Linked DNA regions of Mus musculus: all the other regions are linked to region 1. Evidence: chromatin contacts called from public Hi-C and targeted proximity ligation data. All regions are on one chromosome and are shown on one strand. The core of a region is the stretch at or near the end of the contact, and the rest is flanking DNA. Distances in the headings are between cores, read along the strand shown.

Region 1 (4,310 bases), core at 765-3,264:
GCAGGGTGAGAAAGCCAGGGGAAGCCAGCCAGTAAGGAACATCCCTCCATGGCCTCTGCATCAGCTCCTGCTTCCTGACCTGCTTGAGTTCCAGTCCTGACTTCCTTGGTGATGAACAGCAGTATGGAAGTGTAAGCCAAATAAACCTCCCCAACTTGTTTCTTGGTCATGATGTTTGTGCAGGAATAGAAACCACGACTAAGACATCAGGGAACAATATTTCCGTTTGCACTCCTTTGGGCTCTTAGCTCTTTCCATCTCTTCCAAGAGCTGTCTAGAGCCCCAATCCACAACTGCTAGTCCTCCCCATACCTTCCCCAACACATACTCTTCACTTCCCCGCCTCCTCCAGTCTCATCTGTCTGCTAAGGTCTAAATGTTTGGGTCCCCATCCCCACTTTACATACTGAAATCCTAATGTCCAAACTGGTGGTTTTAGAAGATAAGGCCTTTGGCGAGGTGACTAGCTACACCCTCCAGAACATTATTAGTCCCTTATAACGGGTGCTCCAAGGGCTCTCTTGCTTTTCTACCACCCAAGAAAACAGCAAGTGCATGCCATTTACAAGCCAGAAAGCATGCCTTCACCAGACACTGAATCTGATGGTAAGTTGGCCTCGGGAATTCTCAGCCTCTACGACATCAGTTTCTGATGCTTTTGAAACTACATAGATATAGTATTTCATTTATTGACATCTGAACATTCTAACACTATTCCTTGGGGATTGGTTTAACCTAGGGTTTGGAGGTTTAACACCTCCCCCAGGGAACTTCTAACATCACGTGGGGGCATTTTTGACTGTGGCACTGGAGGGGGGTTGGGGGGTGTCACAGACCAGCATCTATGGAATTGATAGAATTCTAGCAAGTACAGTACAGTCTCTCACCACAAGGAATCATCTGAAGACAAAGCGTAATCATCACATTAGTTAAGAAACACTGATTTACACCAACCCCTTCTTGGATCCTCTTTCCAATAACACCGATCTTTTTGTTACCAGTACCTATAGCCTCCAAGACAATCTACAACAAAGTTAAGCACTTCCTGAAGTCTCACCAAGTTATTGGGCTCAGCACACTATTTTGCTTCCCTTATATTCATGAAAGAGTTGCTGTCAAGTTAAGCCAGTTTTAAATAGGAAAACACGTTTCTGCACAGCATTACAGTAGGCATAGAGCAAACCAAAAGTTCGACCGCCTTTAAATCCAAGGTGATCTCATACGACAAGAGTTGAAGTGTCTCCGTTTTCAGCATGCATACACCCTTCTCTCTGAAACCTTCCCTCGCCCACGGCTCCTCCTCTTCCACACGCCTTCTCAGTTCCTAACACACATCTCTACTATATAACTTAATACGGCTAATTGCCGACTTCTACCATTCCTTCATGCTGGGATCTCCTTAAACTGGAACATGCATTAGAAGATATAAAACGTCGCCTCACAAAAATGAAATGAGCAGGACTAAATCCGTTAAGTTACCAAAGTAATAATAAAAACTACTACCATTTCCGGGTCACCACCAACATGCCCGTGCCCAAGAAGGTTGCCTCCCGCCCCGCTTCCCCCCTCTTTTTTCACACCGAGGCTACCACATCCCTTCACCTGCAGAAGTGAAATGGCACCTGTGGCCTTGAGTCCATCTGAGCTACCTGTTCATGCCTCAGTTTCAAAAGTCAGTTCTAAACAGTTTGTTTTGTTTTGATCACATAACCTGTGATCATATGTGAGCATAACCCGCCTCCGTCTAGTTGCTGCGGGTGAAGAGGCTCAGGCCCAGGTCCCCAGAGCACAGAGGGAGGCGACAACGCCGGCTAGACCCCTATCACGGTTCCTCCTGGATCTTACCTGGCTGTCCCACCTAGCTCGGTGATATCTAGCCGAACGTCGCACGCCCAGACCCCGACTCCTTTCCTCAGCCCACTTCTGTGGCTGAAACGACCCGCGCGCGCTCTGCGTCATCACTTGGCGCCCGCGAGCGATCACATGATGCCCGGGCCCGGGCCGCCGCCCCTTGGTCACGTGACGGGCTAGGGACTCCAGGACAGAAACCCGGGTCCCGGCAGCTGACGCTCTGCGGCCCGGGACTCTAGGGGGATCCCTGGGGTGGGAGACGGGGACCGGGGCGCCCAGTCCACGCGGCCAGCGTCGGACGGCTGACAGGTGAGTCGGAGGCGGGCCTGCGGGTTCGAGGTCCATTCCTTCCCCCGTGGGCCACGTCCGGTACTGTCCCCGGAGCCAACGGGAAAACCTAGGGCTTGCAGGGTTGGGGTTGCACGCCTGATGTTCACCCACGCCTTCATGGAAATCGCTCTTGCATGCTTCTTTGAAGCTTTTGGGGTGATGCTCAGCTACTTGGCCCATAGCTGAGCTTGCAAGTTTCTCGGAGCGGTGCCTTGCTAATGTGGCTGATCTTGCACTTACTCTCCAGAAAATCAAGTAGTCACTGGAGTGATGATGGGCGAGAGCGCGCGGGGGGGTGGGGGGGGGGGTGGGGGGGGGAATAAAAGTCCTGTCGCTCACTGTGAGTTTGTGCAAGTCGTTCCTCTATACCCTAGTCTCCCTCACCTGAGACATGGTGCTGTAGTCCTTGTATTGGGGGCAGGTAGTTCTACTGGGTCCTGATTCTTCTATGATAGGAAATTTAAAAGTTGGACTCATAAAAAAAGAAAAGAAAAGTTGGACTCTTGATTTCTATATAGATGAGGGATAGTGAAGGAGTTTTATTATCTCTAACCACAGCCAGGGACTCTTTCCTTAGGTCTGCTGTTCTCACTTGTGGGTTTCATGACCCCTTTAGCAAACCTGTTTCCATAAACGTTTACATTATGATTCTTAACAGTAGCAAAATTATAGTTACTAAGTATCAATGAAAATGATTTTATGGTTGGGGTCACCACAACATGTATTAAAAGGTCAGGAAGGAAAGTTGTCTTAGATGTTAAGAATTAATGAATCAGGACTTGAGAGATGGGCCCAGTGGCTAAGACTGTTTGTTTTTCCTGAGGCCCCGGGTTCAATTCTAAGTACCCATGTGGTGACTCTCAACTATCTATAACTCCAGATCCAGGGGATCCAACACCCTCAGACATCCATGCAGGCAAAACACCAATGGACACAAAATAAATATAATTTTAAAAATTCATGAGTCACATTGGGGTGATCCAGCTTATTCCAGAACTTTTCTGGGACAGCCTCTGTTATGGATTTGAGACTGCTTTCTTTAGGGATCTGAGGTTTTGTGAAAAGAAGAAAAAATCCATCTGCTTTTGTCCTCTACACTTTAATTTTCTAAAGATATTTTGTTCTGTACTTACTGGGTAACAGATGCCATTCTTGAAAACACGTTCCTTTGACAAGGGGTTCTTCCTATTTAAAAAAAAAAAAAAAAAAAAAAAGTTACATGCCAAGATCCTAAAACTAAAGCTGCCATACTTTGTAACCTATAAAGTAATATTAAGAAGGGAATTAAGATCTGTGGTTCTGTTCCGTGCCATTAACAATTCAGTTCAACCCAGAGTTAGAGTACTGGTGTTTGCAAGTGCTCTTTGTATGTGTTGGCTAACTTATGTCTCCTGCTCTCAGTAGTGTATAGACATCATGATAACTGGAGCTCAGGGTTCTGCACTACTGTATCTTCAGATCCTAAAACAGTGCTTGGTCTGCAGCTAAGGCCACACTATTAAATTATTTATCAGTTGAGTGTTAGAAGGCTAATATGAAAGTAGAGGTTGTCATTTTTCAAAACGTTTTATTATTTGTGAATCATCACAAATCACATCATGCATCCCAGTCCCACTTATCTCCTCATCCTCTCACCTTTTGCTCTTACAGCCCCTCCTCCAAAACACACACACAGCATAGAGAAACATCTCATTGTGGAAGCTGTAGTGTGTCTCACAGTATATCCCTCTCTCCACACATTTTCACTTGCAAATGTTCATCACAGTGAGTCATTGGTCTCTGGCCTCTGTGACACCATCAGTGTTGGATCCTCACTGGGACTCCTCCTGGTTATCCTGGTGTTGTTCTGTGGCCATTGATAAAACTTTAATAAGGTTCATCACTCAGAAACCCCAGAAGTATTCTATTTTATTCATCATCTCCCTAACTGTTGATAGCAACACAAAGGGACGTACAAATGTGAGTGCTCCTGATGCTGAAAACGAAGCTGGCTTCCTAGAAGGCGATGGATGACGATGTAGCTAAGTGGGTACAGTTTGTGACTCGCCCCATTTCCTTGCCCATCGTTTGGTTAGGCTGTTGCTTTCTTCGTCTACTTTCAAGATCCTGTGAACATTTCTGAACTCAAT
Region 2 (4,310 bases), core at 1,241-3,740, 250 kb before region 1:
TTAATGAGCGGTGCTACGAAGAACTACAGCCACTGCTATATTCTCCTTATGCCAACCCCAGTGGCCACAAACAAGGAGGACATAGTCCCTGTCCTCTGGGTCCAGCTCTTTGCTAGGTACTCTTTATGATTTGAATGTACATGTCTACCCTAAAGTAACAGGGACCTTGGACTCAGTTCGGAAGCATTAGGAGCGGGGATTAAGTTGTCAGGAGTCGGCTCTCTAGCCTGGAACGAGTACAGAAGGGCTGGAGAGAATCAGCTTAGGCCCATCTGCCACTGCACTGTTTACTGGGCCAGAAAGCAGTGCCCAAAGGATGTAGCCACAAGGTACCATCTTGGAAGCAGAAAAGTCTCCCGTGAGACACCACACCCGCTAGCACCTTGACCTTCGACCTCTCAGCTTCCAGAAGGCCAAAAGAACAAATTTCTGTTCTTTATGAATTACCCTGTGTGGTGTATTCTGATCTAACAGGGCAAATAGACTGACACAGGCCTTTCCCTTCATAACATAAAATATTAAAAATTATTTTACGAGCCAGGCATGGTGACACACACCATTAATCCCAGGCAGCAAAGGCAGGTGGAGCTCTGAATTTGAGGCCAGCTGGGTCTACAAAAGTGAGGATAGCCAGGGCAACACAGAAACCCCATCTCCAAAAGCCAAATGAAATAGAATAAATTATTTTATGACACTGTTGTAACAAGGCGTGTAACCCAGCCTGGCTTCGTCACTGCACGGCCATCGTGTCTGCTGCATTTATTTTCTTCTGCCTTTTCAAGGAAATAAGAAAACGAATCCCCTCATGGGAGACACCATGCTTCCTCCCCTACTGGAGAGGTCAGGGCAGCTCTTTGTGGCTGAGCAGACATGGAGATCTTGAGCAACTGCTTAGCCACTTTTCCAGGAGCTTTTTTGAGAGGCCAGAGCAGCCAATCATGGAATGGGTTGCTTGTTTCCTCACTTAACTGCACTTTGATTATCTTGCAAAGATATCCAGGGCTCTACCTGGAGTAAGTGGTGAGCCAGTGTCTGCTCCCAGGGACCTTGTGGCAATTAGTGGTCCACATAGTTTTGTTTGTTTGTTTGTTTGTTTGTTTGTTTTTTAGTTTTTCGAGACAGGGTTTCTCTGTATAGCCCTGGCTGTCCTGGAACTCACTTTGTAGACCAGGCTGGCCTTGAACTCAGAAATCCACCTGCCTCTGCCTCCCAAGTGCTGGGATTAAAGGCGTGCACCACCACCGCCTGGCTGTTCCCCATAGTGTTAACAGCACCTGAACCCCTCCTGCATCAGCTGCCTGCTAGAGTCTGAGAGTGGCTTTTCCCACTTCCCAGCCTTTCTGAAGGAGATGGGCTGGGTGTTTTCTTTCTCTACAGTATGAAGTTTACCCAGAAGCAGCAACGGAAGCTTCAAGATGTCCAGGGCTTCTGAGAGAGCATGCCAAGCTAGTTTCCTGGCTCCATGCAAATCCTAACACTGAGGACTGGGTTCTGAGTAATGCAGGGCTCAGCTCCTTATCAGGCTTCCTATCTGACATTTGTGAGAGGCCAGCACAGTGGACACATCAAAGAGATGTACCTCTCCGACAGATATTCAGAATCAAATCACAGGGGTAGGTGGTACGTTGTATCCTGTCCCCTTTCACTGTCTGTTTAGAAGGCATAGTAATTAGCCTTACAGCCTTAAAGTCATGAAGCCCCACCTCTTCTGCACCTTCTGGGAGAGTGCCCGGCCAGGTGGGGAAGGGCTTCCAGTCTTTCTCTGCCAACTGGTTTCTCTGTGACCTGGTTTCCAGCGATTTGGCACACGCTGAGGATCCCTGAGCTCAGAGGGTTGGTTAGTGAGAATCGTTGCGGAAGATGGGAAGCTCCTGGCCATCCTTTAAAGAGGTGCTCTGGCCTCAGACGTGCACAGGAAGGAGGACTCTGATGTTTGTGTTTGGTTTGCCTCAGGTTATGCTGACCCAATAGCAGGCCCCCAGAAGCTGGAATTGACTATAGTGCAGTCTACCCAAGCAAAGGTTGGGCGGAGAGAGTTCAGCTTTGGGAAGTCTCAAAACTTATAGGAATTGTGCAGGAACCCTTCGGGACCCGTGACCTGGGTCTTCACTGCCAATGTCTCCCTGTTCCCAGGAAGGAGCAGCCCCTTTCCCCACTCTCAGACCACACAGGCCATGCTGCAGTCAGCAAAGATCTCCCAGGCCCTGCCCCCCGTGCTAAGAAAACAACCCACAGTGTGTCACCACATGAGGATTAGTGGAATCATTATGAGCTCTGACTTCCCCTGAACAAGCCAGACAGACTGATGACTGAGGCATCCAGAGGGGTGAGTGGAGTTGTCACCAGGTCAGGGAAAGAAAGGTGGCACCAGACCCCTCCCAGAAAGGCCTATCCCCGTGGGAACCCACAGGAAACCCAACCAGGCTCCCATGAAGGTGGCACACCCCCTAACACAACCAGTTAGGCGAATGTGAGGTCAGCAGCTGGCCCAGCCTTGCACATCACTCCACCTGGAGTGCACACACTTACAGCTGGGGAGCTCTGCTCTCCGGGGACCAAGAGTCCCACTGGGGCCAAAGTGAGTCTTTTAGCATTCTCTACGCGCTGTTCCGTGGAGTCCTGGGAAGAACAGGAAAGGGTATTTGTACAGGAGTGCACAGGGGAGGCGTGGGTACCACATGTGCAGCAGGTTCAGGAACTGTGTCTTTGAGTCAGCTTCAACCAATACCTCCCATCTCCCTGCCCCCCCCCCCCACCAGGAGCCAATGCACATCTTAGGGTGTTTAGAAATGAGTCTGGGAATAGAGACAACTGATCAAGAAGACAGCCTATAGAATGGGGAAAAAATATCTGTACCAGCTATACATCTGACAGAGAATTAATATCTACAGCGTGCAAAGAACTAAAACAAACAAAAAAGCAAACGAACAAGTTCAAAATGGGCAGATGAAGTGGACTGACAGACCTCAAAACCGGAAGCGTAAATAGCCAATAAGCACATGGGAAAGTCAACTTCAAAAGCGTTCAGAGAAACGCATATGGAATCTACATGGGGACTACCTTACCTGGCCTGGCTCCGAAAGACAGTCATAAAGAAAACAAACAACAAACGATGCTGGTGGTGATGTGGGCAAAAGAGAGCCCTTAGTCATTGCTAGCGGGACTGGAAACTAAGCTGACTGTGGAAGTCAGCATGTCATTTCTCAATACACAAAAATAGATATTCCATATGATCAGCCATCTCACTTCTTGGTATTTACCCAGGAGGTTCGCTATCAGCCAATCGCGGAGACACTTGCAAATCAATGTTTATTGCAGTACTGTATGAACAGCGGGATGGGTAAGGAAAATGAGGTTTATGTGCACAGTAGACGTTTTCAGGCATAAGCAGGAGCTGTGGAGATGGCTCAGGAGGCAAAGGTGCTTGTCCCCAAAGCCTGCCAAACTGTCCTCGGAACTTACGGAACTCACAGAAAAAAAAAAGTTATATGTACTGGTGACAACAGCAAGGCCAGCTGTCCCCTGCTGAGACGGAAGGTGGGGCATGCCAGCTAGGTCAGGGCACGAAGTATGGTGGGAACAAGGAAGCCCCTGCTAGGTGAGCACTGTGCCAACCGAGGTCTAGCTCTGGTGTGAGTAATCACCCACCTCCCTCCTCTTCTCTTACCTCTCTTTCTCCCTTCCCTTTCTCTTCCATTGTCAGGACCTCCTTTGCACCAGGCAAGGCCCCTGTGTAGAACGTGGCAAGGCTATCGCAACCCGATTGTCCAATAGGAGAAGCTGAGGATTATAAAGGCTGTGACGAGCCACCACCGTTGTCACCCAGCATTTATGTGAGTTCTGAGAATCTGAACTCCAGTTCTTATCTTTGGGTTTGTGTAGTAAGCTCTTTAACCAGTGAGGCTGAGATGGCCTTCTCTCAGCCCTTGGCTTTCTCTCAGACCCTTTTTTGAGGCAGGGTTTCTCTCTCTATGTAGCCCAGGCTGGTCTCAAACTCACAATCCCTCTGTCTCAGCCTCTTGAGTGTTGGAACTTTTGAGTGTATACCATGGTAGGTCCACAGCTAATGTCTGGCAGAAATAAGACTTTGGAGGGAGGAGGGAGGAAGGGACGGTTTCTCCCAATGTGGCTCTGGCCAGGCTCAAGTGACCGCCACTCCCTCACCCCTGCCGAGTAGCCGAGGCTCTAGGCATGTACCACCATATGCAGCTCAGAAATAAGTCTGTACCACTTGTTATAAGCTAGACCCGGGGTCTTCTGTATTCTCCTACCTCTCTGTAGAGGGGTCTCCAGGACATCCTAAATATCCC
Region 3 (4,310 bases), core at 499-2,998, 210 kb before region 1:
GTTGTTGTCTTCAGGCTTTGTGTAGAAACTGTATGGGATATAGTTAAACTTTCTGCTTGGCTTGTATCCTAGCCTCAGGTTATCTCACTATGTATATGCAAATGTTTAAAAATCCCAAACCACAAACACTGTGGTCCCAAGTATCTCAGGTAAGTCATCTTTAGTCTATACTTGTCAACTGTCTGTCAATGGCTTATTCTTTCCTCCTTTTCTCTGTCTTTTTTCTTTTTCCTCTTCCTTCTTTCATGCTGGTAGAATAATATAGACCTAAAACTGCTTTCTTGTCAAGGTGTGGGAAACAAGCCCTTGACAGTCAGAAACTCCAGCAGGGTCAGAGGGGTTTGTAAACTTGTGTGTTACACAACTACTTTGGGCCTCCCTTTAGGGCAGGTGGAGTGTCTGTCTGTTTGTCTGAATGTCTGTCTATCTGTCCTACTAAGGCAGGACAAGGGCATGGAATTTTTGTTCACGGCCATTTGGTTGGAGGCCAGAGATTCTTCCCCAACTGCTCTTTTAGAGGGGCCCCCTTTCTTTATTGGACCCCTTTACTTGTATGGTAATTTCAAGTCCCTAAGCCGACACTCACTCCATGAAGGGAGGATAAAGATGCTGGACTCCCAAGCAGAACTCTGGAAAGCATACACAGCAGGGTAGTGTCTGTGATCTTAGCCCTTTCCAAGGGTGTAGAGAAGCATCAGAGATGCTGGACACCATCAACAGATGTGCATCTCTGTCTCAGAACTGGAACTCTTTCTGAGCGTCAACACAATGACTTCAAAGTTTCTGATTTCAGATGGAGTAGGGATGCCCGGCTGTACTTGTCTGTCCACGTGCTCCCAAATCCCAAACCAGTGGTGCTTCTTCTGGTCTAAGGCACTACAGACCAGCAGCGGGTAATCCTTTATTCTAAGCAAGTCAGCTGTCAACTTAAAAATCAACTCATGTCAAAGGCCTGCAAATAATATTATTTGCTTATCCTTAGTAACCGTTTATTTAGTAATTAACAATATTTCATTTGGAATCGATACACAGGCTGGATCTATTATTTAATGTAATAAATTATGCAAAGATTACTGCTTAGACACTAACAGCCAGTGACAAATCAGTTATTTTCAGCCATTCTATTTTCAAAGCAAAATTGCAGAAAGTTCAAAACACCTGTCAGCAATAAAATGGTGTTTAGCATGTAACAGTCTGTACATGTTTGGTACATGTTTGTTTAGTATGATACTGGGGTGGGCCTTCTGCTCACACTGCTCACACCTACGAAGGTCTGCATGTTTTCTGAGCCCTGGGCTTGGTGTTCACTGTATGAGAGACTCCTTTATCAAGTACTGACTCAGGAAAGTGGGCAGGTAATGTAGAAAGGTACAGGGGCGGCAGGGAGCCCCGCTGCCTCTGGGACCCACGCTGCCTATGGGACCCTCTTTGCAAAGCCTCCTCCTGTGGGCTGGTGACTCCTCTGCCTGATTTCGTGTCTGATAGTCAAAATAAAGTAGCTCCTTGTGAATTTCTTACAGAGTTTATTCTGAACCAATGGCAGATTTCTGACTATAAATATTACAGTGTGGAATTCACCGGAAAATCTGTTAGACGTATTAACAGAGTTCAGCCCACGTGAAAGACTGTGGGTTTGTTGGTCTTTTTCTATTTTTAAATTTCAAAAGGTGGAGGAAGCAAGAAAGCATAACTCAGATGCAATGCCAACCGCTAGGGAGGCCGAGCAGGGAACTAAGAGATGGCAGAGATCACGAACAGGGAGGTAACGAGAGAGAAGGGTGAATGCCAGCCGTGAGTAATAGCCCACAGACCGAGAGAGTCTAAAAGAGGAAAGATTGCAATAGCGACACTTCTCTAAAGAGAGCATTTCCTCACCCTTCACCTGTATTTATAGAAAGTGACATTAATGCTGGGATTCTACAAGGTGCTCACAAAAGGTCGCATCTGGCAATAAATATCACTTCTGGTGGTTTACCTGGTCTCCAGGACAGAACTGCATGGTACGTGTGGTAAAAGGCAGGCGGGAGAGAAAGGCACAGATCTGCCAGAACCACAGACATTTGGAGAGTGGGGTTAGCTGCCAACCAAAGTCTTACTTATCCCAGAACATCAAGAGCCAGACAAAGCATAGCTTGTGCTTAAAACTGTCCAGGGTGCATGTCATTCTACGTTCTCCCGATGCATCCTCTGAGCACTGTGAACAGTGTGCTGCTTCTAGAGTGTTCCATTGCCAGGTGTCTCATTAATACTAATAATAGCTCACTTACTGAAGACTGCTCCAGTGACTTGATATTATTTCATTTAATACTCACATAATACCCACGATGGACTATATTGTTATGTCTAGTATATAGACAAGAATAAGTCTTTAAGTCCCATGATATTTCAAAGGCAACTGTAGAAACTAGACCTTTAATAAAGGAGCAGCTGGATTAAGCCAATGTAATCTTTATTAAAGAATCACAAAATAGTCCTGATTTTGCATATATAAGCAAGCAAATGAGATGTCATGTTTCCCACACTCCTGGGTTCTGCATATATGAATTAAATCAGGCATAGAGATGAAGAATGTTTAGAGAAGCAACTGTGCCTGTCCTGAACATGCACAGAACTTTTCTTCTTGTTACTGATCCCTAAGTAGTGCAGTGCCTCTGAGTATAGCATTTACACCAAATTGGGTATGGTGAGTAAACCCAGAGATGACTTAAAGACTCTAAGAGGGAGTGTGTTCTATGCAAACACTTGCCATTGTGTCTATGGTACTTGAACATTTGTGAAATTTGATATCTCAGGCATCCCAGAGATAACCCCTCACAGATACTGAAGGATGGCTGGATGTCGTTAGAAGCATATGTTAGCTGTTAACGTCTAACCAATGGGCAGGCCTCAGAACCCCAACCCTGCATCTAGATGCCTGGGTTCAGGAAGCAAGCACTGTGTGTGTGGAGGAAGAAAGCCTGCCAAAAACTAAGATTACAGTGGAGGGATGTACAGGGTAGGAGTCAGGTAATCAAATTTGGTTGCTTAATTGATGTCCCCCCACCCTCATCTCTAAGACAGGATCTTATGTCCTGGAGGATGATCTCAAATTTACTATGTAGCTAAGGATGACCCCGAACTTTTTGACTTATTGCCTCTACCTTCTGAGTGAAAGGATTACAGTTATGAATGAAACATGCCTAGTGTATGTGGTACTGGGCTTTCTGCAAGGTAGGCAAGCTAGATCCCTAAACCTTGAATTTTCTCATATATTATTATTATTATTATTATTATTATTAATGTGTGAGTGCATGCCACATGTGTATGTGTGTTCTAAGAGGCGAGAAGAGGACATTAGTTGGAACTGGAGTTATAGGTAGTTGTAAGTCTGCCAAGCTCAGGTCGTCTGGAAAACCAAGAAAAGCTTTGAACCAATGAGCCACCTTCCCAGCGCTTGGGGGTGGGGGATGCATACACATCTCCCTCCTTCCTTGATGCCACAGAATGAGCACCAGAGGAAGCAGGAATGATGCAAGTGTTTGAAGGAGGATTTTCAAAGTTAAATACTTGTGACACACACAATTGAGGACATGACAGGGTGGGCACTGCATAGACCAAGATGTCAGTTTCCACTGTCAAAGCTGAGGCCTTTGGTCTGTCTCACACTTTCCTACCATCTAATTGCTCAAAGCTGAACCCACGTGATTCACTCTGAATACTCTGCCTGGATCTCTAGTGAACCCCAGTTCAAGCCCTGACCACCTTCTGCCTGGACAGCCACAGTTCCTCCTGGCAGGAGGGGAGGGCCGTGCCCCACAGCACCCTTCAACCTCACCGACACCAGTCACCCATCACCTGGTCTCTGTGAGCAAGGCAAATTCCTTCTTGTCTCTGGGTCCCTCCAATAATCTGCTGGGGGGATGTTCTTGCCTTGGCTTGTTCCACTCTTTCTTGTCATTTAAAATGTCATTTTAAATGTCATCTTGCAGAGGCCTTTTCTGATGTACCAAGCTGAAGAAGTCATTGATGCCTAGCACTGTAATGGTGCTCTGAGGGACACACCCCCACACGCACGGCATTCGAGAGTGTCTTTCTTCCTCCTTCCCAGAACCCTCACCTTCTCCAGGAAGACAAAGCTTTTGTGGTCTTATTATGGTTCCTAAAGTCTAAAACAGTCCTTGGCAGATAGGAGTTGTTCAATAAACATCAGACTGGTAATGCGCTTCACCCAATAAGGCAGGAGATTATTTTCCCACAAGATTATACTTGCATATTTAACAGATGTGAACACACACACACACACCCTTACACCCTCTCACTCAATAATTGTA
Region 4 (4,310 bases), core at 1,292-3,791, 190 kb before region 1:
AAGTGATGAAAACATGTTTCACTGTGACCAATATTAAGTAGGTTGAGCAACAGAAGTAGTTACCCAAGTACAGCATGTAGGTGCAATGTGGCTATTCCTAACATTCTGGAAACTGTGTTACAGGAGCCAGTGGACAACAGAGAGGAATTATGTTTAGACATGTCCCCTACAGGAGGGGGAGCAGGGTTGTAAGTCAGCAGTAAGAGCACGACTTAATCCAGGGGCTAGGACCTATGCTCCCAGCGAGGTGAAGCCCTTTAGCCTACTCCTAGAGCCAAACCTCTACCCATCTGACTCTTCTCACCTCAAGAGTACAAAGATCTCACACAGGTAACCTAGTTTTGTCAAAGGTAATTGTTTTCTACCAATTACATGATTAGTGATTCACACTAAGTCACAGTTTATCAACAGTGGGTATCCCATGTCACTGGAAAGGAAAGGGTAAACAGACAGGATATGGGGTTGTCACATGGGACATTTCCAGACACAATGGCTACAAAGTACTAGTTTGGGGAGAGGAGACTCATTCCCATCATTCCCAGGTGACGAATATTCACTCGTCCACACACTGGGCAGCACAATGCCACACACGGCAAAGGGACGTGAGGCCAATCCTTGTGGCCAGCTTTGGCCATGTCACCTCTGCACCATCAAGACCTCAGGCTCCCTGGTTCTCAGACGCTGGCCCTGGTCTGTTCACAGCTTCTGGCTCTGTCCCTGTCAAGTCTTCCTTACTGCTCTCCAGTCTAGCCGAGGCAGTAGGGGCATGGAAGCCATGGTTCAGAGTCAGGCCTGGGAAAATCCTACCTGTTCCCTGCCCATCTCTGCACTCCGTGCCCCTTTTCTTCATGTGTAAGTGGGATGCTTAATTGGCAGGTCTACTGAAAAGATTTAAACTAATTTATAACTTAATGAATGACTGACCAATGTAGTCAGCACAGCTAAGTCCTTCTTCTCCCCCTCTTCCTTGGATTCTAGGATACGAGATGTGTTTACTGTGCTTCCTGCCTAAAAGCCTCCTTTCTCATCTTTAAAAAAAATTAATGATCCATTCTTACAGGACCCTGGGCCCTGCCAGACTTAATTCCCCTGCTCTCCCTCCAGTGCAAGGCTGGCATGATAGCACACAGCTTCCCGGAGTTTTCGATCTTTCCATTCCTAGCTGTATCCTCTCACATCCGTGATCTACCATCTTATTCCAGTGCCCGATGCACACAGGCCTGTGGCAGATTTTGTGAGACCCTAGGTCACAGGATGCTGTGCTATCATCTATTGAGAGGACACATCAACATATTAATCTGCTTTTACCTTTCATCTTTTGTTGGGCATTGCAACGTTAAACACTCCAACTCACCAGTAAAGCTTATTATGTGACATCTTTCTTCTTGAGGAGCCTTCCTTTTTTCTAACTCGATGGGTCATGTCACCAGGTCAATCACTGCCAAGTAAGTAACTTCCGGTCAATTTGTTCTTCCTTAAGCATCGGTGAGGCAATGGCAAAAACTTGCATTATTTTCTTGCTCTTTCTAATCAGAAATGTATGACCCCACCCACAGCTACCATTTTATCCCCTTTTGTTTGCAGGCCTAGATAGAAGCTTTCGGTGATCTCCTATGGCTCTCCCTAACATTCCCCCTCAATACCCTGAGAGAGGCCTCAAGGAAGGAACCAACAAGTATGAACTCTGTCTCCCGAACGCCCTGTGCTTTTAAGAAAGCCACCCAAGTCTGAGTGGGCATTCACTGGCACAGGAACACTGGCTTGGAGGAAAACACCTGTCTGAAAAGCTGTTCTAAGGAAAAAGACATTTTATGCAATATGCTAGACATGGCATGAAATGGCTGTTCAGGAATGGTGGCAGTGACTTTAACCCCCCTGAACCACTTTCGACCACCTAGTCATGTCAGTAAGACCCATGAGAATGCTGTCGTTGGCAACTGTTTGGTGACTTCTGGCCTCTTCAGATTCCTACTCTGACTCCTCCCCACCCATCCACCCCCCACCCCCGTGCTCTAAATCAGTTATACACACTGCTTTATAACAGGTTAATGCATTTTTTTTCTTCTTTTGTACACCACTCTTCTCAAACATATGCCCATGGTCACTGTGCTTTGGACTGGCTTCTCAGACCTCATTTCCAGATGTCCTTGAAATGACAACTCTTAATGAAAGCCTTCCTGATTGAATAGAGGAAACTCCCTTGAGGAAACCAATTCTGTTCTGCTGTGTCCTGCCATCTGCTCCTGAATTCCCATGTGATCTGAGTGAGGTACTTCCCTTCTCTATATTAACTGGGCAGGCAGGATACATTCAAGCTTTTCCTAGCCGAGAGACTAGATTGTTGGTGCTAAAATATGTGGCTTCCATGCCTTTTCTTGCCCTGAGAGAAACTCATGAGCCTTTGGCTTTCCTTGATGTCCTCAAGGGCTGAGCCCATTATCTCAGTAAGTCCCTAGCACAGCACAACACACTGCTGCCCAGGACTAATGTGTGCATTTAGACAACAATGATCAAAGCACCTCCAGCGAGGCACCGACAGCTGCCACTAGATGACTCAGACCTCTCTGAAAAATGGCTTAATTTAGCAGCCTTTCAGTTGTCTGCAGAACAGACTGTGAGTAAAGGACACGGTGAACAGAACAGAACATCTTTTAACTAGCTTGACCCCACAGTGGCCCTTTAAGGTCAGGCAGCTCTCGATAGCACAGAGAGAGAAGCGTTTGCCTCTGCTCTTCAGCCAGTAGAGAACCAGGGGCTGGGATAACCTGGGAAGACCCTGTACTGGCCGAGTGTCTTCTGAACCTAAGGCTGGCCTTGGTCACTGACTAGCCCTGGGAGTGACTCAGGGAATTGCTTTCTCTTCCTGGGCCTGGAAAACGGCTGTGGCAATGCTCCCTAAACCTGGCAAACTAAACTACAAAGACGCCTCGGTCCCCTACTCCTAGGGCTTTGACTCTGATGGCCTGGCATGGGCACAGGATGATGTGTTTCCTGTATGGTTCCCTCTCAGGAGCAAGTGCTGCTGGCAGCAGTGTGTAGGATACTGGATTCTCCACCTGGTGCTCCCCTCAGACAATCCTGTCTCTTCCAAGGTCCCAAACCAATTAGATGACATGGTCTTCCGCCCTTCCTCTTCCCTTCTCTCTTTAGAACCAAACTGGACTGTTTCCAAGTACACTGCATGGTAGCTCACCACATTCATGAGAACTCAAAAGAAATTTTGAAATCAAGGACTGGTTCGTAAGACTCAAGGGTTCACTGAAGAGGCAATCTCCTTTTGACAGAAACCCAAGCTCAAGTGCAGCAAGCAGCTCCTTCCTGAACACCCATTACTTACCAACCAGGAACACAGAAGGCACAGGCCAGGCAGAGGCCTGCTCTCCAGCACATGGGGATTCTTCTAAAATGGGCACGGTGGCTGCATGTGGCAGAGTGAGGGGGCAAGAGGACTGCTGTGGGTTTGAGGCCAGGGTGGGCTACACAGAAAGTACCCGGTCAGCCAAGATTACATAGCAAGACCCGATCTGAGACAAAAACAGGACCGGTGAGATGTTCAGCAGATAAAGATACCTGCACCAAGCTTGGTGAACTATGTTTGAACCATAGGACTCCAAGTTTGGAGGAGACAACGGAACCCTACATGCTGTCTTCTAAACTCCTGTATGTAACACAGCATGCACAAGCCTCCCACGATAAAGAGTAAATGCAAAACCAGCCAACTAACCAACAGCGAAACACTACCTGTTCATCTGGATTCTCTTATCAAGAGCTTAACTATTCAGTGAAAGTCTAATCAGACTAAGAACCTGTTCTGTAATGCGAGCTATGATGCACTGAAAGCCAGCACTCTGCTATGCATAGTCTGCAAATTATCTAATTTAATGGAGACAACGCTGATGCTAGTGCTTTCTCTCATGTTTTTTTGAAAACTGGAAACCTCAGAGCAGGCCAAAGCTAAGCATATTTAATTCTACAAACCATACAATCCTATTACTGTGACCTTAATAGCGGATAGACTTATGGTAGATATTTCTAGGATATCTGTGAATATGAAGGCTTATATCAAATCTGCCAATTTTCTAAGCATATATAAAGTGGAGACAGAAACATACCCTTTCCAGACATATCAAGTTGCTTTACTTAGGAGAATGTAGACACACTGGACAAGACACTAAACTGCAGACTCTAGATAACTTCCTCCTCTGTGTGACCTTGCAGTTAGTTTTATATCTATTGTTGGGGAAATTAAGCAGATTAAGTCCACACAGCAGCTTTGGTCTTCTCAATAAAGTCTGCAACTCTGATTTGTC
Region 5 (4,310 bases), core at 782-3,281, 170 kb after region 1:
ACCACAGAGAGCAGCATACAGTACTCTGCTCCTCTGTTTTCTCAGTGAGCAATACTTCTGAGATCTCTCTACATCCACGCATGGAGAATTTCCTTTATGACTTATTTTTCACTGCTATATAGTCTTCTAGTCTACAGAACTTGCTCTGTCCGCCTGACACAGGTGGCTGTTCATAACAGGTACTATAAATAATGAATAACCGTAGATAGAGAGAATTCCCCAAGTACAAACTGTAGTTGCATGGAGTTGCTGGGTTAAAGGCCAATGGACTTGTACTTTTTAATAACAACTGTTAAATTGTACATTATAAAAATTACATTAACTTACACTCTGGCCAAATGCGTATAAAAGGTATGTTTCAGAATTTTAAAAATTGGAACCATACTTGCACATATATCCTTTTGTTGACCTACTATGTGACAAGCATATGCTAATTATTATCTTGTTTAATGTAACCTTTCGGTATAGTTGTAATTGGTCCCATCCTCAGAGTGGAAATCTGAGATTCATCGTTGATGGCAGAAAATAAAAGAAAGGGGAACATTTGCTCCTTCTATGGCCCCTACTGGTCTTCGTATTTCATCCAGAAGTCAAGAAACAGACGTGGCACTGGTCGGAGCTTGGTCGTAGAACACTCTCAAGGTTGTGCACAACCCTGGGTGCAGCCTGACCTGGATAGAGTCCTTGTCCTGAGAAACACCATCCTCTACGGAGCACTTCATTCTGCCAGACACATCACCCTGACAAATCCTCACATGTCCCACGACACAGGCTCTGTTATCACCTTCCATTTTCAGGAATGAGAAACTCTGAGGCTGGCACGATAAGTGCCTCTGGGTCAAGGTTACCCAAAGCATAATCAACAGTCCCAGGCTTGATCCCAAGCTGGCTACAGCAACCCACCCTTTTCCTAACCCACATGGAGGTCACAGCCTAGAAGCTTCCAGAACACAAAGACCTTGGCAGTCATCTATAAGACATCAAATTTATGATTGAGGAAAATGGAGAGCCAGAAGAGGAGGGAAAAGCCTGTTTAGTGGCTGCCCTGGACAGATTCCCTTCTCCTGATCCCCAGACAGTACCTTTTTATTCAAACATTGCTGTCATTTACATTTATGTGCCTGGGACAGCCTCAGCCCTGACCATGACAGAGTGTGACATCTGTTCTGTCCCAGACAGTGGCACAACAACAGACGTGCCGGATACAAGTCACAAGTCAGCTAGAACACCACTTGCCAGGGGGCCTGTTGTCTACCTGGTCGGTTCTAGCCAAGGTTCAGAGAGCCTGGCTTCTTGAGTTACCATTCCTATGCACTTCCTGCCACTTGTATACTGACAACTGAAGCTGGCATGACACCCACATCTGCTGGGTGCCAATCACTATGATTAAGTTTGTTGCTCCACATACTCCTACCTAACCACAGCTAGCAGCTCAGGGAGGTTAAGTGACTTGTCAGATGGGACAGTCAGTGAGGGGCAGACCTGAGTTCCTAACCTAAATATTTTTATGATTAGGTTGATCCCCGACTTTTTAAAAAATTTATTATTATACATAAGTACACTGTAGCTGTCTTCAGACACACCAGAAGAGGGCATCAGATCCCATTGCAGATGGTTGAAAGCCACCATGTGGTTGCTGGATTTGAACTCAGGATCTTTGGAAAAGCGGTCAGTGCTCCTAACCGCATAGCCATCTCTCCAGCCCCCAATCCCCGACTTTTTAGGAGCAGGATGGCACAGTGGTTAGGAGGTCGTCTTTGAAGTTACAGGAACTGATTCTCCCACTTATTTGATGAACATGGATCAATTCCAGCTTTCAAAAGCTTAAAGATATCCCTTAACCAAGGACATATTTACACTTGGGATAATGACACCATTACTTACAAGAGCCCAAAGACGAAGCTCCCCGGTGGCAATCTACAGAGGCATGGAGGGACAAAGTGTCCTTTACCTCCATTTGTTATAGTTTGGATAAGTGTTCCTTAACAAGGACAGTGTGCTGAAAGTCAGTCGCCAGCTGGTGGCACTGTTTTCGAAGGTTCTGGGAGGTGCCTGGCTGGGAGAAATGAGTCATTAAGGAGCTGAGTTTGGGGGCTATGTCTCATCCTAGATTAATATCTGTCTCTCCCTCTATCCCTATCCACCCCACCACCACCATGTCCTCCTGTTTGCCATGTGCTGAGTAGCTTCTGTCACGTGTCACCACTGCGTTCTGCCATTTTCCAAATCTAGCGGAGCTGAGGGCTACCGTCTGAAATTCTCTTCCTGGTGTTGTTTATGTGGGATAGTTTATCACACCGGCGCAAAAGCAAATACACCATACAAAGAACAAAAAACAGAGCGAAACGAGGATGGAATTTGAGAACATCACACTGAATGAAACCAGACACACAGGCACGCACGCATGAGAGACATTACTAACCTAACCCCATCTACATAAGGTCTGTCAACCTCTCTGAGACAGAGAGCAGGATGGGGGCTGTGAGGAGTGAGGAGAAGCAGCGTGGGAGTTATGGCATGGGTGTGGCGGTCCAGGTTGTTAGACAAAGGGAACTGTGTAAATGTTATGGCTGTGGTCATCAACAGTGAGAGCCGCTTTAATGCCACAGACATCTGAAAGTGATTCAAGAGGCAAGTTTGATGGTAGCTATATCTTATCAAAATTGTTTTTAGAAGGAAAAAAAATCATGTCTGTTTTGAAGAGCTGTGAAAAATTAAGAGACCGTGTTCATCGGGGCTTAACCCTCAGTGGGCACACCCACGGGCTGAAGCCGTGTTCCTGCCATCAGTAGCTGCTGGATCTGCAGAGACATCCTGGAGTCCTCTGTCTCCCAGGCAGGGGGGCGAGGGGGAAGTGCCTGTCCTCTTCCATCCTTCACTGGATGTTTGTGAGCCACAAATGAAATCCTGTGTGTGAAAATGCTTATAAACTGTTAGAAAGGAAAAGAAAACAGCGAAGCTCCTGATGGAGGTGTGATCACCGCATCTCCTCGCTAGCTGGGCCTTCCCTGTCTTCCCCCCTTTTACACCTTGTATTTACCCCGTCTGCGAGTGTCTGTCCCAGCTTGCTTGCACTCAAGGGGTGATTCCTTCGGGTCTCTCTCCTCTTCATCTGTCTGTGGAGTCGCCAGTGAAAACTTTGCTTCCTTACAGGTTTCTAGAACCCAATGCAGCACCCGCACCCTCCAAGGGGAGCGCCATTCATTTCTGCTGACATCAGCATAGTCTAAGAGACTTGAACATCCCTTCAGATAATTCTAGCCGAAGACCCGAGGAAAGCAGCTCAATTCTGCTTTGTGGAGTGGAGTCCCCTTCCAGGCCTGAACAGCCCAAAGTGTGTAACTGCCCAGTCCCAGACAAACACAGGCTCTTCGAGTTAGTGAGCATTGCCCTCTGGGGAATCAAAGGAAGGGGAAGAAGGGACAATTCTAGGCCTCTGAGGAAGAGGAGGAGGAGGAGGAGGAGGAGGAGGAGGAGAAGGAGAAGGAGGGGACTTTGGGACACAAGCAGCCTCATTGTATCCAACGGTTTTCATTACTCGTTTGAACTCCTATGGAGTTTCTCAGGCTTATTTGAGAATCTAACTCGGCTATCTGAACTGGAAAAAGAAAAAGAAAAAGGAATAAAACCCCTGCCCTGTGGGAGTAGACCTGGCTGCTGGGTGGGCTGTGGAACCTGTTTGTTCACACAACAGACAGGGAGCCCAAGGAGATGGGCTGGCCTGAGGTCTCTGAGGGAGTCTCCAACCTGGAACCCCGGCTCCGGAGGCCCCCAGGTGAAGGAAAGGCTGAGTGCTGGGGAGACTGGAGGAGCAATCACAGGTTCTCCTGGGTAGCAGGGTGGCTACCTCTCGAACCAAGCTTGCCCTTCTGACTCCAGATCAGAAGTACCACCGCCTCTGTGTCATCCATCCTTCCTTCTGACTCACAGTAACTCTGCCGCATGTCCTACAGAAGGGAGTGCTGATCCACCACGGAAAAGAGGAAGAGAATGTGCTGAGATGACATGAGGAGCTTTCTTACTCAAAGGAACACGCTTAGTCAGACTGTCACGGATCCACGAAGGACTTTCTCCTCAGGGGAGGAAAAGAAAATAGCGGCCACCGCCCTTCCCATTCACAGTGCGGTCTGTGCAGGAGCTCAGCGCACCTCCATAGCTGCAGAGCGATTCTGGTAGGGTGGCAGTCGTGGGGCTGGTGGTACCTCACGTCCAATGAATATTTTGAGGTAAGGCAGGAAGAAGTTAGAGCACATTGGTTAGAGCACATTCGGCATCTCCACAAAGTCAGACTCATGGCCTCAGGCGGGGCT
Region 6 (4,310 bases), core at 607-3,106, 150 kb before region 1:
AGTCTGTAGAAGGCTCAATCTGGAAGAGCTTGTGTTTCAGTTAAGAGTCCTGGAGCACTGGAGCAGGACAAAAGACAGGGGCTGGCTGGACCGATGGCACAGTGGGAGGTGAGGTGATCAAAGGAGCACAGAGTGCTGGTGACTGCTCTAGTAAATGGGCCAAGTATGCAGTGTAGGTTGGGCTGAATCACCGAGATGAGCAGCAGAGAACCAATAAATAACAGCTCCTGTCTTCCCTCCTTCCTGAGAGCACTGGAGGTCCATGTACAGAACATTTTGGAGGCCCAGGAAAGGAATGCAAAACTGGAAGAGCCAGGAGGGTGAACACCTACCGTGGCAGATCTTGGACAGTAAAATGAACAATAGAAATGACTAGGATTCAGAGGGTCAGGAGGTCGTGAGGTGAGGCTAGCCCACTGATCTGCTTGGCTATAACCTGGTCACAGCCTATGGACGACTCGGGAGAAGCAGAGAGTAGTATCTCTTTCCTGGAGTTCACAGCCCACAGGCAACAGTGTTTTAACCTTTAACTGTAATATGGTGATAATCGTGGCCAAGAATCAGGCACAGGACAGCCGGGGCATGACGGGGGAGCAGGTGATAATACGAGGGAAAGCAAGAGAAATTTCACAGAAGTTCCATCCAGTAAAGGTTGTATCAAAGGATGTTCAAATTTCCAAACGATGTTACTCTAGGGAGAGAAAGAGCGTGTGGGAGGGAAATGCATGTGGGTCCTTGACACCAGTTATGATGCTCAAAGCATCCAGAATATAGACAGTGATGGGGAAGACAGCAGAAAAGATGAGCCAGGCACCGAGGCTACCTACGGGAATTAATACTGCTTTCATTTTGGACAAATCGTCCTAAAAATCTTCAACAGCAAGAACAGGGACAAGTAAGCTCTTAACAGAGTTCTGCCAATGGTTATGGATGGAGACCTAAGATAGAGTCATCCTAAACAGAAACCAATAGTCTTAATCTCAGAACTGGAAAGGCTCTGTTTTTATGTAAGAAAAACTTTCCTCAACTGAAAATTGGCAGGCAATTGGAAGTTAAATGAGGAAAAAAAAATCATAAAAAACTTGGAAAGTTTTTAAAAGCTAGTTGTGTGTGTGTGTATCACGGAACTGAGCTGACAAGGATTAAAATGAAATACAAGGAACATTTACTGAACTTAAAGTTTTATTTTTACTCTTTTGAAGTGTAGGCATGAGGCCGGGGATGTTGGATTCCCTTGGAGCTGGAGTCACTGGCAGCTGTGGCCTGTCCAACCTGTGTGCTGGGAACCCAACTCAGGTCCTCTGGAAGACAGCAAGTGCCCTTAAACTGGGGAGCAACCTTTCTAACCCCAGTTGCTGAATTAGAAAAAAAAGTCACACTAACTCATTCTGGAACATCCGAACATCCTCCTCTTTCCATTTCATATTTCATGAGTTTTGATTTGAAATCTTGAATGCACGACATTTTCTTTGGGTGTGCCCCTCTTCACCTCTGCAAGTGGAGCGACAGAGGACAGGAAAGGCAGAAAGTCTGAGGGCCCCCGTCTCAAGAGGAAGTCCTCCAAGGATGACATCACTATCTGCATGACTCACCTGCATGCAGAAAGAGGAAGGAGCACAGCCTGTGTCCCTAGGAGCACGGCAAGAGCAGCAAGGTGAGCGAATCTCAGCAAAGCTAGGCAGTGCCCAGCTCCAGGTGCCAGGGGGAGACACAGACTGTTAACAAAGTAATTCATGTGATCATGGGACACCCATGGTACAGTAACACAGTATCACAAGAATTGAGTGGAGACATAGGAAGGACACAAGCTGGCATCCAGGCATGGGCTACCACAGGATCATTCAACCACACTGTTCATCTCTCAGGATACTCTGCTACACTGAAACTCAGAGGATGAACCAATGAATCATAGCACACTGTAGTACATAAATAGAGGATTAAATTAAAAAGTTATGACTTCAAATAATGGCTACAACCCAAAAGTTGGAAAGGTAGTTTTAAAATACACTTTCTAATTCTTTTGAACTAAAATCAAATTTAGGACGCTGTAGGAAGACAGTTCAAACAAAAGCTAATTTTGTTTAATGAACTAACCAGGAAGGCATTGTGAAAAGTATTGGGCAACCAAATGCTCAGCTAATTACTGTGAGATCAAATAACTGTTGCCATAGTTACTGCACACTGTTTTCCATAATAACTTTTATCACTTCAATAAATCTTTGTGACGCAACAAATATAAAAAGTTTACTGTAACATGACTATAATGTTTTGGAAGGCACACACTGACAGCTGACCTACTGAATCACCTTCCCATATCTGTCCATGAGTAAGGGGTGGGACCAGTACCTTCATGGCTCAGGACTGAAATGCTCACTAGCTTCTTTAATAGGCTGTAACACTTCAAGAGTTGAATTTACCAGGGCCTGCCATTCAACAGAAAAGTCAATGGCCATTTCAGCATGATTACTCTTTGTCTATGAAGCAGGGACTTGTCAAACTCCACGCAGGGTAGCTGTGATATATCAAGATCTAACCCTTCCCAGGCTGCTGGAAGCTGAAGTTCCTGCCCAGTGTCACTCATTCCTTCTTGGGAGGAATTTCAGCCAAGAGTTTACTCGAAAGCCGATTTTCTGTCTACTCCTCTGCACAGTCTTCTTATATGCATTTACATATATACAAACAAAAACATACACATGCACACACATTTATGGCAACTCCCATGACTGCTTATGGTTGCTGCATGAAGTGCTAAAGTCCCCTCAGAATATCAAAGGCGACTGCGGTAAGTGAGTAGCTGGTCTGTGAGTTGAAATGATGTCACATCTTCACTGGAAGATGAGCACTCTCCCCTTGAATATCTACACTAGGATGGAGATGTGGCTGAATCTCTGTCCCTTCCCCGATGTTGGGAGCCGCCCCCACATTCGCCGTTACAAGATGGCGCCGACAGCTGTGTTCTAAGTGGTAAACAAATAATCTGCGCATGTGCCAAGGGTATCTTATGACTACTTGTGCTCTGCCTTCCCCGTGACGTCAACTCGGCCGATGGGCTGCAGCCAATCAGGGAGTGACACGTCCGGGGCGAAGGAGAATGCTCCTTAAGAGGGACGGGGTTTCGTTTTCTCTCTCTCTTGCTTTTCTCTCTCTCTTGCTTCTTGCTCTCTTGCTTCTCGCTCTCTCTTGCTTCTTGCACTCTGGCTCCTGAAGATGTAAGCAATAAAGCTTTGCCGCAGAAGATTCTGGTCTGTGGTGTTCTTCCTGGCCGGTCGTGAGAACGCGTCTAATAACACCCCACCATCTGCAGGGCTTTGTCATCTGCTAGCTTGCTCACCCACGACAAGATTACTACTGAGATTTATAAGGAAGTCAAATGGAAAACGTGGTATAGTAAGCTAAGACGGGTGATAAAGCTCTAGTTTGAGTTTGATTAGATAAAGAAAACTACAGATTTAAAAGCAGACTGTTGATGTAAAGGCCATATTGCCTGGAGCAAGTGACTGAGTATCTCTGGGTTTTTCCCAACTTAAAAAAAAAAAAGGGCAAGAATCCCCACCTACTAACTCCCAGGGATGTTATATGGATCAATTACTTCGAGATCTTTGAAGATATAAAGTTCTAGGGATGTAATCATTTATCAAGATGAAACACAAAACATACATATGATTATAGAGCTATTAAAGAGCAGGTTCGAAAGCCAATATCAAAAGGGTATCTAACTGTAATAAATGCAAGCACGCATGCTGCAGAACCCTGAGGTGGGGACTTAGGGCCTGACTAGTGAAACCTGATTCATACCTATGCAGTACCGTTCCAAAGGTCTCAGAGATGAACAGTGAGGGTTCCTGTTAATGACTGAATCAACCTTTGATTACTCCTCTGTTGCAATTCTTCACCTTAGAGAGCCCAAGGCTGGCACCAGCCACAGGTACCCCCAACGCCTAGGAATTTAGGCTAGAAACTTACCTTTGGCCCTAAGTTATCCTTGACCTTAACCCTTCCATTGCACTTGTTACCTAATTCCTAAGCAGCTTTCAAGTTCAAGTCATTCTTTCAAGTTCCATTCTTCTTCTCTATGTCCAGATGGATAATAAACACTTCCACTTAGAGCTTCCTTCTTTTTCTGATTCTAGTTTAGCTCTCCCCTAAATCTCTTCTTCATCCTTCCCAGATCATGACACAATGCCGACCATGACTTGTTTCTATTCAGGACAATTCAACTGGGCTGGAGATAGCTCAGTGGTTAAGAGTGTTTGGATCCCAAAATCTATAGAAAAGCCAGGTGTCTACTGTAGCTGTAGCACTGTGGAGGG

What was found. A called contact is a pair of places that touch in the nucleus more often than the background predicts.
Region 2: a contact with region 1 is called in a targeted proximity ligation map of the 230-238 cell line, with 12 read pairs. A contact is called at or near these places in 2 of 39 promoter capture datasets (liver and stem cell-derived epiblast-like cells), 4 of 484 Hi-C or Micro-C datasets (B cells, Sertoli cells, embryonic stem cells and 1 more), 19 of 130 datasets of targeted methods (the 230-238 cell line, the NIH/3T3 cell line, bone marrow-derived macrophages and 14 more) and 2 of 9 other capture datasets (liver and pancreatic islet).
Region 3: a contact with region 1 is called in a targeted proximity ligation map of bone marrow-derived macrophages, with 5 times the contacts expected there. A contact is called at or near these places in 1 of 484 Hi-C or Micro-C datasets (bone marrow-derived macrophages), 13 of 130 datasets of targeted methods (the NIH/3T3 cell line, bone marrow-derived macrophages, effector CD8 T cells and 9 more) and 2 of 9 other capture datasets (adipose tissue and liver).
Region 4: a contact with region 1 is called in a targeted proximity ligation map of bone marrow-derived macrophages, with 3 times the contacts expected there. A contact is called at or near these places in 1 of 39 promoter capture datasets (liver), 3 of 484 Hi-C or Micro-C datasets (adipose-derived mesenchymal stem cells, granulocyte-monocyte progenitors and muscle stem cells), 8 of 130 datasets of targeted methods (the 230-238 cell line, the NIH/3T3 cell line, bone marrow-derived macrophages and 5 more) and 2 of 9 other capture datasets (adipose tissue and liver).
Region 5: a Hi-C map of the N1E-115 cell line shows a contact between it and region 1, with 5 times the contacts expected there. A contact is called at or near these places in 1 of 39 promoter capture datasets (pre-B cells), 2 of 484 Hi-C or Micro-C datasets (the HL-1 cell line and the N1E-115 cell line) and 1 of 130 datasets of targeted methods (embryonic stem cells).
Region 6: a contact with region 1 is called in a targeted proximity ligation map of bone marrow-derived macrophages, with 2.7 times the contacts expected there. A contact is called at or near these places in 2 of 39 promoter capture datasets (neutrophils and pre-B cells), 2 of 484 Hi-C or Micro-C datasets (bone marrow-derived macrophages and embryonic stem cells), 8 of 130 datasets of targeted methods (the NIH/3T3 cell line, the SCID.adh cell line, bone marrow-derived macrophages and 5 more) and 2 of 9 other capture datasets (adipose tissue and liver).

What each region holds. Positions count from the first base shown.
Region 1 is chr15:59,371,891-59,376,200 of GRCm38.p6, reverse strand. It overlaps Washc5 (WASH complex subunit 5), which reads left to right and starts at 2,014. Exons shown (of 29, transcript NM_153548.3): 1 at 2,014-2,160. Nsmce2 (NSE2/MMS21 homolog, SMC5-SMC6 complex SUMO ligase) reads right to left here and starts at 2,003. Exons shown (of 7, transcript NM_026746.3): 1 at 1,846-2,003.
Region 2 is chr15:59,622,956-59,627,265 of GRCm38.p6, reverse strand. Gm36677 (a long non-coding RNA gene) reads right to left here. Exons shown (of 3, transcript XR_875371.3): 3 at 3,291-4,310. Among named protein-coding and RNA genes, the nearest start is that of Gm36677, 6.9 kb to the right of the region's middle.
Region 3 is chr15:59,585,764-59,590,073 of GRCm38.p6, reverse strand. All of the region lies in intron 4 of Nsmce2 (NSE2/MMS21 homolog, SMC5-SMC6 complex SUMO ligase), which reads right to left. Among named protein-coding and RNA genes, the nearest start is that of Gm36677, 30 kb to the left of the region's middle.
Region 4 is chr15:59,565,937-59,570,246 of GRCm38.p6, reverse strand. The region is part of intron 4 of Nsmce2 (NSE2/MMS21 homolog, SMC5-SMC6 complex SUMO ligase); the gene reads right to left. Among named protein-coding and RNA genes, the nearest start is that of Gm36677, 50 kb to the left of the region's middle.
Region 5 is chr15:59,202,197-59,206,506 of GRCm38.p6, reverse strand. No RefSeq gene overlaps it. Among named protein-coding and RNA genes, the nearest start is that of Gm36617, 42 kb to the left of the region's middle.
Region 6 is chr15:59,517,982-59,522,291 of GRCm38.p6, reverse strand. The region is part of intron 4 of Nsmce2 (NSE2/MMS21 homolog, SMC5-SMC6 complex SUMO ligase); the gene reads right to left. Among named protein-coding and RNA genes, the nearest start is that of Gm36677, 98 kb to the left of the region's middle.